Regions from separate parts of the Sus scrofa genome. Here region 2 is linked to region 1. Evidence: chromatin contacts called from public Hi-C data. All regions are on one chromosome and are shown on one strand. Each heading gives the region's core, a stretch centred on a gene start, on an enhancer-like site or on the middle of the called end of the contact. The rest is flanking DNA. Distances are from core to core; before and after follow the strand shown.

Region 1 (3,653 bases), core at 845-3,344:
CTGATAAAAAGGTAATAACTGATTTTACACATATAGCCTAACATCAGTGAATGTGTGACAAGATCAGTCACTTTCCCAGTGGGCACTGCTGTGTCTTCTCTTTTACAACTAAACTATAATAATTTAAAGAAACCTACTAATTGCCTGATCATTTTCCCCATTTAATGCAGCAGCCAATTTAACCCTGTTGCATAACGCACTGATTCCACAGTTATAGCCCCAGCATCTAATTCAGTACCTGTTATGCTGAAGGTTTTAAAAATTTTTTTTGGGGGGGGGAGAATAAATCAACTAGTTTGAACAAAATGTAATGTGAAGAGATTGTTAGATGCAAAAGAAAAGGAATCATAAATGCGAGAGAGCACTCACTTTACATATGATCAAAAACTGTTAACTCTGGATTCCAGTTCTAAATCTTACTTGGTGATACTCTTTCAAAGTCCATTTAGACTAGCACTGCTTTCTTTATCTGTAAAACTGAGTGCTTTTATTAACTTCAACACCACTTCAAGCAAAAGAACTAAAGCTGACATAAATTAGATTATGTTCATAGAATTTCAAAGTGCAACTTTCTGAAGGGAGTATTAAATGCTCAGTAAAATATTTTGTAATTCAACTAATCTTCAGGCAATGTAAAAATGTTCTCAACCATCTCCTCTCCCCAACAACTTTATTGTTTGGTCGGGCTGTTTTTCAGGCTCTTTGGGGTCCTTAACACACCAAGCGAGGCCAGGGATGGAACCTGCAACCTCGATTCCTAGTCAGATTCTTTCCACTGCTCCATGAGGGGAACTCCTGTTCTCTTTAATCTTAATTGAAAACCTCTTATGTGCTGGGTTGTAAGAAATAGAAAAATTAAGATGAGGGTCATACTCATCTTAATGCTAAGCCCAGTTTACTCCTAGTGTTAAAATTATTTTGACACCTTGGACACTTGACAACTGGAACTGAAGTTTTCATTTCCCCCTTTCCACTTCACTCTCATTCTGTTTCTCATTATCTCCATTCCTAAGCTCTTTAAAAACTTGGAATAAATGGTAACTTTGCATTTCATAGATATGCTTTTCTGGAGTTGACTTTTGGATATTTGCTCTGATAGACATTGTGTCAGATGTTTGGAGCCATGAGCTGTGGTGTAGATCGCAGACCTGGCTGGGATTTGGCGTGGCTGTGGTGTGAGCCGGCAGCTGTAGCTCCGATCGATTGGACCCCTAGCCCGGGGAACCTCCATATACTCTGGGTGTGGCCCTAAAAAGCAAAAAAAAAAAAAAAAAAAAGAAGAAAAGATTAAAGAGAATAAAGAAAACAAGAAGCCCAGTTGAGCGTAAAAGATTACTACTACCTGCTATTTCACTAAATAATATAGGTTAGTGTTTTAAGCACACAGGCTCTCGGTTCAAACCAGTTCTGTCATTTACAGCCCTCCGCCTCTCTTTTCTCATCTGTAAAATGGGATAACGGGCCTGATCTCAGGATTGAGTCAATATATGCAAAGCACCTGGTACAGTTTCCTAAGCGCACGTTTGATTTCCTTAATTAACAAAATCTCTTAAAGGAAAGGTCCTAACTTTGTCTCAGCACGGCGTCTAATACCACACTCAGTATCCGCATATGTTTTAAAACAAAGGATCACTAAGCTGCGGTCATCTGGTAGACAGATGTAAAAACCTAAAAAAAACAGAGAAAGGCCCGGGCTCCGCGCCCCCAACACTTGCGAAGCCGCGGCTCGCTTAAACAGAGCAAAGTCCTCTGGGAAGTGTAGTCTTTGGGCCTTGAGAGGGATGTCAGCCCCCCGCCAGAGTCAGTTCATCCGCAGATGGGTGGAGAGGGAGTGAAAGGGGAGGATTTTCATATAACTCAAAAGTGTCGGGAGCCCCAAAGGTGGGTTAAGCGGCTCACCTGAGTCTCCCAACACCAGTACTTTCACCCGATCCAGGGACGCCATCTTGCCAGCTCCTTCCTGAGGTTAACGCCTATTCCGGGATTGAAGACCAATCAGAGCTGGGTATGGAGGGCCGAGTCTTCAATGCCATTGGCCAATCGGAATGTGACTGATTTGATTGAAGGCCTCACCGTGCTGATTGGCCTGCCTGGTTAAAAGTAGCGGGTGGTTTCTAAAACTGGTCGCAGGAATATGGCGTTTTCTTTGTCGCATAAGTGGCGTGGCTCGTTTAAGCCGGTAGTTGAGGCGCAGAGGGAAGCTGTAGTGGGAGTGTACGAGGATTCGCTTTGGTAAACCTTGTTCCCTGTTCCTTGTCCTCGGTTCCCTGGTTCGACGTCGCCTTTCAGGGTGTCTTCGTTGCTTTTTCCTTAGCTGTCCTCCTCCCCCTTACTCTTTTGAGTCGGTTCTCTGCTTGGTCCTCCAAAGAACCATTGACCCCGGAGCGGCCCATGTGCGACCTCGGGTAGGACTGGCTTGGCTGCGTCAAGTGTGGCCTCTGGACTCAGCTGGCAGAGTCCGAGGGAATTTAGGGCGTCGTGGTTGTCACAGTGGGGCGGAAACGAACATTTGGGAACGGGGCTGGTCCAGAGGTTTCGCGGTGATAATGCCACTTTATGTATGAAGCCGTGGAGACTATCGTGAAGTGTGGCTAACTGAGAAAAACCAGGTGGATGTATAGAATCCACGTTATTCCAGATTTGGAATAGTAATATATCGAAATCTAACAGAACTCCCCACGTCCACTTCTTCTTTCCCTTCATTTTGCAGTTTGCAGTCAGCAGAATCCTTTAAAATCGCTAATTTGGTGCTGTCACCTCCTGCTTAAAACCATTTGAAGTTTAAGAAGAGGGTTTTCAATACCCTACCTTTCTTTACTCTGGAAGCTGCAGTGGGGAAAGTGAATGGGGGGAGGTGAGGGCTAACAGGGTGGGCATGTTTGAAGAACACGTGCTGAGGAGACCTATTGAAAGTTTTATGGAAATACTTGACCAGCTGTTATCCATACTGGAAAATCAGTGGTGAACAAGATTAAGACCCTTGTCTCCGATGTAGACATTGAGAAAGTATAACTATTCACTGCCACCAAGAAGGGGAAAGAGCTATGGGAGCATGTGAAAGGGGGATGATTCTAAACTGCTAGGGAGAATCTGAGAAGGTGTCTCTGAGGAAATGTCATTTGAGATGTGAAAAATGATTAGGAGAAGGGACTTCGGCCTTTGTTGTGGGGGCGTGTGTAAAGGCTTGGAAGCAGAGAGCATGTGTGGCTCCTGGAATTGAGAGAATGCCATTGTGGCTGCAGATGAGGCTGAGGAGCCTAGACCCAGTACAGAGAGTGCATTCACTTTCAACTTTGTTCTTACAACTCTGCCTGGTGTTTGTGTGATTAGAATACATATGGTTTAAAAACAAAAGCAACTTGCTTTCAGGGGTCTGGGTTAGGTAGGGTAGGGTTGTAGGTGAGACTGATAGGTGACTGATGGACTGATAAGACTAAAAAGAAGAAACCAGACATGGCCCCCAAAGGTCACACACTCAAAAGTCTCCAGAGGCCAGCCAAGCTCCTTCCCTTTTTTAAAGTATCAATTGCTCTTCAGCTGAGTGTTTCCATGTGGGAATATGATCTCACTTTTTCCCTCAGATATTTCCACTTTTGAGAAGTAGCTGAAAATTAAAATTTATGTGATATCTCATGATTTTTATTTCATTAAAA
Region 2 (3,653 bases), core at 600-3,099, 120 kb before region 1:
CTATGATAATCAAGCAAACATGGCATTCACACCCCTAACTCATCCAAAATGAAATGATGAAGTTTATTCTCTTCCTCTCTCTTAACCTTAGTAAATCTTTTTAAAAAAAAAAAAAAAAAAAAAAAACTTTGTCAGTTGGCTTGTACTCAGTGTACTTTCATTTTTCCTTTCTTTTTCCTTCTTTTAACATGCCCTTCTTCCTAGATCAGTGTCTAATCTATAAACAAAAGCTTTTTGAAACTATCAATGTAGTCTTTAGAATTTTCAACCTGCTTCTGCTTTTCATCTTTAAAATTTTCTTAATATGATTAAACACCTTAGATAAAAACAGAACTTCTTTCTTCCCTGCTCCTTTAAGATTGAGTGTGATTTGTCTCAAATTTCTTGGAGTTCCCGTCCTGGCGCAGTGGTTAACAAATCCGACTAGGAACCATGAGGTTGCGGGTTTGATCCCTGGCCTTGCTCAGTGGGTTAAGGATCCGGCGTTGCTGTGAGCTGTAGTGTAGGTCGCAGACGCGGTTCGGATCCCGTGTTGCTGTGGCTCTGGCGTAGGCCAGTGGCTACAGCTCCGACTGGACCCCTACCCTGGGAACCTCCATATGCCGCAGGAGTGGCCCAAAGAAATAGCAAAAAGACAAAAAAAAAAAAAAAAAAAACAACAACAACAAAAAATTTCTTTCTTCTACATTCCCTCAGTCTCCATTCTTCTGAGCCCATTTTTCTATATATTCATTTGGACAGTAAACTGCTTAGCAAATATTATCATATTCTGTCTATTCTTTCTGTACTGCCGGGATTGTCAGCTCCTCAGAGACAATCACCTCATCTTTCATTTTTGTTTTTCCCACTCAGCCTAGAAGATTGACTGACTAGTGTGCAGGATGCTTCATGCAGTGAGTGCTTAATAAATATTTAAAAACAGTATTAAAATGTTGAATAAATTTGACAGCAGTGCTGCTCCTCATCACGTCAAGTGCCAACACTTTCTAGGTCCCTTCTCTGCTTAGCAACCATTTCGCAACATTTCTACATGTCCCCAGATGGTTCATCCAAGCTGAAGTTAACTTTTGATCCACTTTCCTTGCCTGAGTTATGGAAATATTGTTTACATGTTTTCCCCTAAGGAATATCTGCTTGGTACCCAAAGAACCTGCCTTGCAACTTGAAGTAGCCCTTTTTCTTTGGTGATAGTGGGGAAAGGAGAAGGATGGTAGGGATGGAGAACATTCCCTTTAAGGTTATCCTCACTCTTCCCCCCAAACTATCTTTCACAGTAAGATAAAATGCTCCTATGCTTATTTTCATATTTCTATGGATGTTTTTTAATCTTAGCATCTGAAGAATGGTAAGGATTTTACTAAAAGGTTTCAGTGTTGTAACTAAGATTTGGTTTTTCTTTTTCTTGGATAAGGAATATTTTGCAAAGTATGTTGCATCTATTCATTATTTTATTTAATCCTCACATGAGTTTTGCTAGGCAGACAGAATAGGGATCATAATCTCCAGGATAAGGAAGAGGAAACTCCGAGAAGTTAAGTGACTTCCCCAGGTCAGAGAGATGGACTTGTACTAAAAGAGAATTCCACAGTCGGTCCCATTTCTCCTCTCTGCTAACTCAACTTCACAGAATGTGCCCTTCAGGGTCAGTAAAGCTAGAGCTGCAAGCACGGACAAGAAGCGAGACTTTCCACAGCGGTAGGAAAAGGAGAGGGCGGGGGAAGGCGAGGAAAGTACCTTGCGCATGCGCAGATCGCTACTAGCGCCGGGGACAGAGGAAGGTTAAAAAGCTGTACATGCTAAACCGTTTCCGCCTCTTGCTAACACGCAGGCGCACTTCCTCAGGACAAAGGTCAGCACGTAGGGGGCGGGCCTCGGGGCCCCGCAGGCGCGTTTGTGCGCCGGGTTGCCAAGATGTCGTTCCCAAAATACAAGCCTTCCCGCCTGGCAACCCTGCCAGCTACTCTCGACCCAGCTGAATACGACATATCTCCGGAAACCCGGAAGGCACAAGCCGAGCGGTTGGCCATAAGATCCCGGCTTAAGCGGGAGTACCTGCTCCAGTACAACGACCCTAACCGCCTAGGGGTCATCGTGAGTGAGGGGCCAGCCGGGTGGGAATCGAGGGCCAGAGTCCGGATGGTCCCGTCAGACCCGGCAGCCTAGACGGCCCAAGGGGGACCACGCCACGGGGCGGTCACCGTTTCCAAAGAGTGTTTTAAAACACAGGTCCTCTTCCAGGCCCAGAGAGCAGGACCTTGGCATTAGCCCTTTGACCTTGGGTGGATAGCTTAGCGGTTAGGAGGACGGGTTCTGGGTTCACAAGTGGCTGGGTTTGAGTCCCAGCTTGATCACTTCTCGCCTGGGTGATCATGGAAAAGCTTTTCAACCCTGCTGCTTGGCTTTGGTTTTCCTATCTGAAAAATGGGGATAATATAGTACTTCCTGTTTTACGAGGCTCTTATGAGGATTAAATGAGATGGGGCACGTGACCCACCAGCACAGTTCCTGGCTTGTGCTGAGTGTTCAGAAAATATGGGGGGGGGGGTGTTTTAAAGCTGTTTTCCACTTTACAGTTCACAGTTCATAGAAATACTGTTCTGATGGGAATATAGTGATTTTTCAGTTTACATCTTCTAATAATCCAGATACCCTACAGCTTGCTAAAGCTTTGGGCTTTGGAGTCAGACACGAAGGCACTACCTATTGGCAAATTATATGACCTTGTGCAAAATCCCTAACCCTTCTGAACCTTAGTTTTATAATTTTCATATACGGAAACGATAGTACATTCTTTATAGAAACCTTTTGAGGTTAAATGAGATAGTCTGTATAATGCTCCCAGCACTTATAACATGCCTAGTAGACCGATAGCTATTATCTAGAAGATAATTTTCTGTACAAGAGCTATTTAAATATGTAAATATGATTTTTTAGAGAAGTTTTTTTCCCAACAGTTGCATTGGTATTTTGTAGGAATTTTAGGAAGTTGTGAGGATTGAAGGAAATTTACAGGTGTGCCAGGAATTACTGAAACTTTCTGAAATTCAAATATCATGGGTATTTGAAGATTTAAACTTTATTACTATCCCCATTTTACAGATGAGAAAGATGACATGGGAAGGGCAAGTTGTCACAGGGTGATACTCTGTTAGCAAGTGGTAGAAAAGAATTAGAACCACAGTCTATAACCCAGAGCATCTTCTCAACCACTTGGCTGTATTGTCTCCAGCCAGAACCTTGTTTACTTGGGAGAAGGTGCTGAGAAAGATGTTCATTATATACATACTCAGTGATTGCGTTTGATGTGCCGGATAATGAGACCTTGAGTCAGGCATAGCTGAGATTTAAACTCCAGATTTTCTCTTTTCCAGTTCTGGGACGCAGGGCAGTTTCAGCTTAGCAGTGTAAAACCTCAGTTTTATACCTGCCTCATTGGTTGTTCTGTTAAGTAAATGAGTGCCTGACATTTAATCATATATTGAACAGTATATTGAAATTCCTTGCCTAATCTTTAAGAATTATTGATTCAGTGAATAAATAATTGCTTGGTGTCTATTATATGCCAGGCCCTGTTTTAGATGCTGCGTAACAGTGGAGAACAAAAACAGCCAGACTCCTGTCTTCATAAAGCTTTCTTTCCAGTGGGAAGCAAG

What was found. A called contact is a pair of places that touch in the nucleus more often than the background predicts.
Region 2: a contact with region 1 is called in a Hi-C map of skeletal muscle, with 3 times the contacts expected there. The contact joins the promoter of NDUFB4 here to the promoter of GTF2E1 in region 1. A contact is called at or near these places in 1 of 5 promoter capture datasets (liver), 12 of 47 Hi-C or Micro-C datasets (alveolar macrophages, brain, embryonic fibroblasts and 7 more) and 2 of 2 datasets of contacts at active chromatin or transcription factors (alveolar macrophages and skeletal muscle).

The regions. Positions count from the first base shown.
Region 1 is chr13:139,607,924-139,611,576 of Sscrofa11.1, reverse strand. It overlaps GTF2E1 (general transcription factor IIE subunit 1), which reads left to right and starts at 2,094. Exons shown (of 5, transcript XM_021070303.1): 1 at 2,094-2,232. RABL3 (rab-like protein 3) reads right to left here and starts at 2,413. Exons shown (of 8, transcript XM_021070305.1): 1 at 1,900-2,413. The coding sequence starts at 1,945.
Region 2 is chr13:139,728,688-139,732,340 of Sscrofa11.1, reverse strand. NDUFB4 (NADH dehydrogenase [ubiquinone] 1 beta subcomplex subunit 4) reads left to right here and starts at 1,849. Exons shown (of 3, transcript XM_003361882.4): 1 at 1,849-2,091. The coding sequence starts at 1,912. The region is part of intron 2 of LOC102162379 (a long non-coding RNA gene); the gene reads right to left.